Linked DNA regions of Mus musculus: region 1 is linked to region 2. Evidence: chromatin contacts called from public capture Hi-C data. All regions are on one chromosome and are shown on one strand. Each heading gives the region's core, a stretch centred on a gene start, on an enhancer-like site or on the middle of the called end of the contact. The rest is flanking DNA. Distances are from core to core; before and after follow the strand shown. Region 1 has its middle 43 kb from the start of Capza2. Region 2 has its middle 27 kb from the start of Gm25021.

What was found. Capture Hi-C pulls out chosen DNA fragments and counts their contacts.
Region 1: a contact with region 2 is called in a capture Hi-C map of bone marrow-derived macrophages, with 9 times the contacts expected there. The contact joins two enhancer-like sites. A contact is called at or near these places in 5 of 484 Hi-C or Micro-C datasets (the 3T3-L1 cell line, bone marrow-derived macrophages, embryonic stem cells and 2 more), 3 of 115 datasets of contacts at active chromatin or transcription factors (embryonic fibroblasts, fibro-adipogenic progenitors and pancreatic cancer cells) and 1 of 9 other capture datasets (bone marrow-derived macrophages).

The regions. Positions count from the first base shown.
Region 1 is chr6:17,592,059-17,595,614 of GRCm38.p6, reverse strand. No RefSeq gene overlaps it. Among named protein-coding and RNA genes, the nearest start is that of Capza2, 43 kb to the left of the region's middle. Within about 2 kb of position 1,449, at least 18 of the 459 cell types and tissues checked have an H3K27ac peak or open chromatin away from gene starts, as enhancers often do. A contact at or near this core is called in bone marrow-derived macrophages, where this site is marked.
Region 2 is chr6:17,407,975-17,411,510 of GRCm38.p6, reverse strand. No RefSeq gene overlaps it. Among named protein-coding and RNA genes, the nearest start is that of Gm25021, 27 kb to the left of the region's middle. Within about 2 kb of position 1,625, at least 100 of the 459 cell types and tissues checked have an H3K27ac peak or open chromatin away from gene starts, as enhancers often do. A contact at or near this core is called in bone marrow-derived macrophages, where this site is marked.

The sequences.
Region 1 (3,556 bases), core at 200-2,699, 180 kb before region 2:
GGCATATGTTTCATTTTTGGGACACGTTTCTTAATAAAGAAGGAAAGGGTTCAGTGTTTCCTACTTGTACATTGATTGAAAGCCTGGGTTCTTGGTGAAGTACTTCTGTTTGAGTCCTAGTTCATGTCTATACTAGAGAACACAATCTTGGGTGAGTTCCTTAGTTCTCTGGTCCCCAGTTACCTCATCTGTAAATTGGAGGTAATATTAGCAGTACATACTACAGATCATTGTCTAGTTTCTCACTATTGAGCTATACAAGGCATAGGCATCCATTTATAACGTTAGATACATGGAAGAGCTCAAGACTACTAAAACATGGCTGAGCTAGGTCTCGGACCTCCTTGTTGGGTCCAACTACAGAGGCTATTTTATCATTAAAATTTGTTGTACACTTAGGAAAGAAAGTTAGAATGATTTGTGTGTGTGTGTAAAATACTTTTTTTTAAAAGGAGTGCCTGAGGCTAAGAGTGTCTTACATTTTCCAAATTTCAGAGTGAAGATAAGAATTTGTTGTTGTTGTCTTCACATCTGAAATCCAAGGTCGTTTTGGGAGCATGCAATGAAGACTATAGCATCAGCATGTAGAGTTGGGCATCTCAGATTGTGTTTATGTTGCGATTTTCTCTCTAGAGTCTCAGACCTGAGCACATGTGTGCTTTTCATTGTGACCCATGCTCAGACTTACTGTTTGTCAAAGGAGGTGTTTTCCTTCTGACTTTGTTGTTGTTGTTGTTTTGTTGTTTTTTGTTTTTCGAGACAGGGTTTCTCTGTATAGCCCTGGCTGTCCTGGAACTCACTTTGTAAACCAGGCTGACCTCGAACTCAGAAATCTGCCTGCCTCCCGAGTGCTGGGATTAAAGGTGTGTTCCACCACGCCCAGCTTCCTTCTGACTTTTTAAATTTCTCTGGCATCAGAGTCAGCATTCACTATTGTTGCTTAATAAAGATAAAGACTCTTTTAACTTCGGCATAGACTTTATTATTCTAGACCTAAAATAATTTAATCAATATATATTAAAAATAAAACATTGGGAATAACAAGAAGACCAGAAACCACTGCTTCAATCCAGGGAACTTCTATGTTGTTAAGGCCTTTGTTACAAGCATGCACGATCCTTATTGCTGGTTTACATGTAGAGGAATTTTATTTCAGCAATGTGGCTGCTCTGGCAAGGAATCACATCCAAAGACAGCTGGAATGCAGACATGCCACACACCTTTAATCCCTCTGGCTGAAATACACATACACCCTTAGTACATACCTTTAAGGTAAAATTAGTTTGTAGAAGGAAGGAGCCATGTTTGAAAGTGAAGTCTCATGAAGGGCAGGCAAAGTGATGAATCATAGATAGATTTGACCTAATGAGTCAGATATAGGTTACATACAGCTCTGACAAGAACAGACAGGAAACGGAAGCTATTTAAGAGCAGCACAGGAAGAGTGAGTCAGTTGGGAGTCAGTACAGTTAGAGCAGTGCAGTGGAATTGGCTTCACTCATTCATGAGTTCTTGCAACTCAGCGCAGGTCAGAGGCAGTTGATGCCAGAGAATGAGAAGGAGCCAAAAGATTAGGACAAATTGCCAGAGTTAGTTTGAAGCCAAGAAAAGCAATTCAGTTGGAAGCACAGAGAAGCCAGATTGAATCAGTCAGCTAGGAGAGGAATTTAAGTCAGAACAGCCTGAGTTGAACCAGACAGAGTTTATAAAGAACTAGAAAGGGTGAGCTTATTCAGCAGTTGTAAGTCTCCGAGACAACAATTACCTCAGGTAAATAAAAGTTACTTTTACAGTTATTTCACTGAAATAAAAGGCCCTGGTCCATAGATACCTCATCCTTCAAACTCCTATGCTTGACACAATTCTAAAGTTTCCCACAATTTTTCAGTTCCTCGTTAAAAAGAAAAGTGTGATTCTCCTCAAAGGACCATTTGTGGTCACTGTCACGAGGCTTGCTTGTTTCTGATCTCTACAGCTTCTCTGGACACACAGCCTTCGATTGGCCCACCAAGGGATTCTGCAGGTAGGATCAAAGTCTCAGTTCCAAGGGAAAGACCTGAGATTGACATCAGTTAATTCTGAGGTTTCAGCCACTGCTACCTCTCTGTCTGATAACACACACATCAAGAAATGAGAGGCAGTGTCAGCAAAGCCATGCATTTCTTGTATTTCTCCACATTTAGAATATCTTCCACATTTAGAATATCTTCCACATTTAGAATATCTTCCACATTTAGAATATCTTCCCGGATCTGCTGCAACACTGAGGTCAGCTCTGAGGGGTTGTGTGCGTTTGGCATTCAGGAAAAGCTGACCTGGTTGGCAACCATCTCCTTCATATTTCACACATTTCTGGAAATGTTCCCTAAGAGCTTTTATTACCAATTTCCCCCAAATATGGAAGCATTCCACTCTAATTTGAGGAGGGTGGTAATATGACAAGGTAGAAAGAACTATCCTTTGGAGGCAGAAAAACTGGGTTCAGATCTTGACTCGTTTACTGATTAATACTAGAGACTCTTCAATGCATCCCCAGTGTTGGTTTTCTCACCTATAAAATGGACACGCTGGCATCTATACAGGAAGCTCTTTCGAGGATTAAATGAAATGATTCAGTACTCGCTGCCCAGTGAAGGCCGCATAAATGCTTGTACCTCTGGATTCTTCATGACCAAATTGCAGTGAAAGAACCAAGCTTAGCATCAGAAGCCCACAGATTTACCTGGTCTGTCTTGACTAACAGATTAACATACATGCATTGGGAGACTTTATAAACTAGTTCAGTTTGCTGGCTTTTCTTTGAAGGTAAAATGAAGGTGATATGATAATACAAGACCCACATTACAAAAAAGCCAGTTTTGATCAGTACTGAGTAGTAACCCAACCTTTTGGAGTGTACCCTGCTTTTGTTATTGCTTAGTGCTACTGCATTTTTATTGCCTGCCAATAAAATGGGAGAGACTGCTCAGAGACTAGTTTTCTGGATCCTGGGAGTTAAGATCTTTCTATCATTAGCGTGTGTTCCTGAAATTCATATGTAATATTAGGATGGGACTCTATAAGACCTTGTAAGGGTAGATGAGATGACAAATTAACATTAGATCTATTGGCCCATCTAAGGAATTTTATATTGTAAAAGAAAAACAGAAGATTCATAATCAAAAGACAAAGACTGGCTAGGAAAGTAATTTATATAGAAAATTAAGAGTAAGTTTTGCTGATATGTGAGAGTATTTTTCCAAGTGCAAGAAAAATACAAAGAAGAAGAGAAAATTGAGTACAGACATGATAGTTCAAGAGTAGGAAACAGCATTGTTACTATTATTTTTTGGAGGCGTTCAGGACCAAATAAAAGGTGATTTTAAAGAAGAAATCATAATAAATCCACAAAATTCATTTCTCTGCTGATCATGGAAAATCAAATTACTACAAAAGTGAGTTTTTTTTTTTTCCAAATTGGCAATAATTAAAAGGAGCAACAGCATCCTAGGAATACATGAGGTTGCTGGGAAAGTGGAAAGGTATACTTGTACCTGAGTTACTTAGGGAAAGGAAT
Region 2 (3,536 bases), core at 376-2,875:
ATCACAGTAATTAAAACATTGTTAACCCATGCTCCCCAGGAACAAATTGAGATTTATATGTACTGTAACTTAAATATATAAGAAAACACTGAATTATGATCTTATCTTTGTCAGAGGAAAACAGAATAATACAGCATAAAAGCCTTTCTGCAAAGGTCATATTATCCATTGGTTGACAAATGGGGAAGCTCACACCTGGTTTCTGTCTTGCTTGATAGAAGCCCTGTTTTGACCTCTTGTCCTCCATGCCCTGGCTTAGGTCCAGGCATTTCCAGTAGCGATGAAGGCTCTTGCTGCACTGTCCTCTAGAGTTGGACTAAAAGGCAGGGGACGCTGAGCCACTGGGACAGACATCTGTGGTCATCAAGGATGCTTATGAAGAAAGGAAGGTCCAGAGCCACAATCTTGCCTGTGATGCCTGGTTACCAGCTCTGCAGAAGGTCTTGGAGGGTCCATTATGCCAGTAGTGGCCACCATGTTTGTTTGTTTGTTTGTTTGTTTGTTTTCTGGCAAATTGCAGGTATTCATGGAGCTGAGGGAGAATAAATCCCCTGACTCATCATTTCCTGCTTCTTCTGTATTCTGCCACTAACCCCTTAACTTGACTAACAGAGCTACTTCTTTGGTTTATAAACCTTATCCTAGAGGGTTAGGAGGTTGGGGAGTTTAGTCTTAGTCACTGAAAAATCTATGACCATTGATTGCTTACTGAGCCTGGGATTTTCTTTTACCTCCAAAGCTTAATTCATTAGCTGTTTTGCCAGGTTTTTTTGTTTGTTTGTTTTAGTGACAGGGTTGAAGTCACACAGGTCTGCGGTAGCCTAGGTCAGCAATTTAGAATCTCAAGGAAGGGTACTGAATACTGAGCACTTCCATCTAGATTTTCTGCTTTCACACTCTGTCCCTCTGTGGCCCTCTTCACTGCCTGCCTTCTTTCACAGGGAAGTTCAAGAAACTTGTGCATGCCAGAGCATATGTAGGCAGAAGCAGCACTTATCTCTCATGCAAACCTTCCCCGCCCTTCCCCATATTCACAGTGCAGGCTGGAGGTGGCTCTATGCCAACGTGGGGCTTCTTTTCAAACAGGTAGCCCTTTCCCGACTCAGACTACATCCAGATAAACAATCTCCTTACTGCACGATTCTCAGGCATTCCATTTGTGTCTAGATATGTTGTAGTGAGCTCCTTGGGTAAAGCTATGACATGTTGCGTGGATTAGCTCACCCAGTCTCTAATTTCAACTTCCTCCTGTGCTTTCTGCCTCGTACCATAGGTATTGAAAAAAAAAACGCATCTTTAATTCTCCCCAGTCACGTGGCTCTGAGAATCAATCCTAGCCAAAATTGTGCAGCAGAAACCAGAAAAGAGTTCTTCTCTTTTAAAATTATTTATATACATATCTATTTTTGATTGTGTGTGTGTATGTCTGTAGGCTTGAAACTGATGTGAGGAATATTTCTTAATTCCTCTCCACTCTATATGTTGGAGTAGGGTAGACCAACCAAACCACAATTGGTGTAAAGCCTTCTAAGAATGAGGAAATTCTCAGCGCTGTAGGCTACTGAGATCTGAGTACGTCTGTTAGTCAGCATTAATGTGGCAATAATGGGCTCATATACCAGCTAGCAAGGACTTCCTCAAAAGCTAGTTCACACACTCTCTTCCTGTGACTGAGTGAAAACTAAGGTATTCGTCAGTGAAGCTGGGCTTTTGACACGTAAATGGAACTTGAGCAACTTTAGAAAGATTTAACTTCCTTAGTCATCTTGACTTCAGTATGTTCCTCATACTAGAAAAAAAAATTGGTACTCAATTACTAAGCATATATTATTTTTCCATTTTTAAAATTTCTATTAAATAATTCCATTTCATTTCCAAGGTAAACAGGTGTCTCTGCCCCACCAAATTCCTAGGCAAAGTAGACAGAAATGTGAAATATAGAAATATGTAAATATACTTAAGGAAAACCATAAAGTACAGCTTCTATTGTTGCTTACTTCTACTGTTTCTGTGGCATCAGTAAGACATTCCTCAGTCAAACTATGATCTTCAGGCAGAATTTGATCATTAGGCTTTGTGTGGCCCTAACATTGAACTAACAATGCTTTTCTGTAGATAAATATTTATAATTAATTTAAGTATAGAGAAATCAAGCTCTGAACCTCCCAGTTCAAATAATTGTTACTTCTCTGAAAACAATTTCATTACTGTTATTAGCACATCTTTAATTTAAAATATACTCAATTATCACTTTTAGTATATTTTGAATTGTACCAATAAAACTCCAGAAATCTATTTTCACCGTACTGAGTTTTTGGTAGTTTTTTATGTTTGTTTGTTTTGTTTTGTTTTGTTTTGCTTTGTTTTTGTTTTTAATTTGTAGAAATACATATCTTTAGTTTTGTGTCTTGGTTCACAAGCTTCAAATAGGCCTTTAAGCAGAAGATGGCCTTCTGCCCTAAGAAATGCCTGGCTATTGGTTTATGAGCAATATTATGATGCACGGTTTCAGGAGGCACACTGTCCAGGGAGTAGAGAACATCTGTGCTGCCTTCTGTTGTCTACAAGAGACAGTCTTTGTTTCCAGGAAATTTCCAAGAAGCATAAGGCCAAACAATCTTCGTGAACTTCTGTGTCCTTTTTCTCATCTCACAGAATGCTCTTTTTGTGGAAGAATTGGGGGAAGGATTGAGGGCCCTGACTTGGGATAGGAACTCCATGGGAAGACCAATAGTGGCAACTAACTTAGATCCTTGGGGGCTCTCAGAGACTGAACTAAACAACGTAAGGGCATTCATGGGCTGAACCTAGTCCCCTGCAGATATGTAGATGTGCAACTCGGTTTTCATGTGGGTCCAGAACAACTGGACCTAAAGCTGTTGCCTGTCTGTGGAATACATCCTCTAGTTGGACTGCCTTGTCTGGCCTCAGTAGGAGAGAATGTGCCTAGCCCCACAGAGACTTGATGTGCAAGGTTAGGGAGATACAGGGGGTGAGGGAGCTGTACCCTCTCAGGGGTTAAGGGGAGAGGGGTGCGGGAAGAACTGTGGAAGGGAGAGGCCAGGGGAGGAAATAATCCAGATATAAAGGTAATAAATTAATTTTTTAAAGAAAAAAAACCAGAATCATAGGACACTCACTGGACTGGCATTGACACTGTGAACTAAGGGAACTCATGGGTGACCAGGTTAATACAGGGAACTCATTGCAGACAACTGAGTCACCCCTGAGTCATCCTGTGGGAGTATAAATAGCTACAGGATCATTGGAGCTCATTTGCAAGTGATTTCACTCTTATTTGTCCTACTCACTGGTTTAACATATAAGTCTAGGCAAGGTCTTTTAAGGACACTTATTTTTTTCTTTCTGATTACTATTAACATTTTTTTTTCTTTTTGGTTTTAGTTACCAGTGATAATTGTGTTCTAATGTAATTTTTGAAATAGCTTATTTTTTTTGTCTTTATTCTGAAGTGACATGTGTTTTGCTTCTTCCTTTCACTTCCCACACAAAATAATTTTGTGCATGGATTAGTT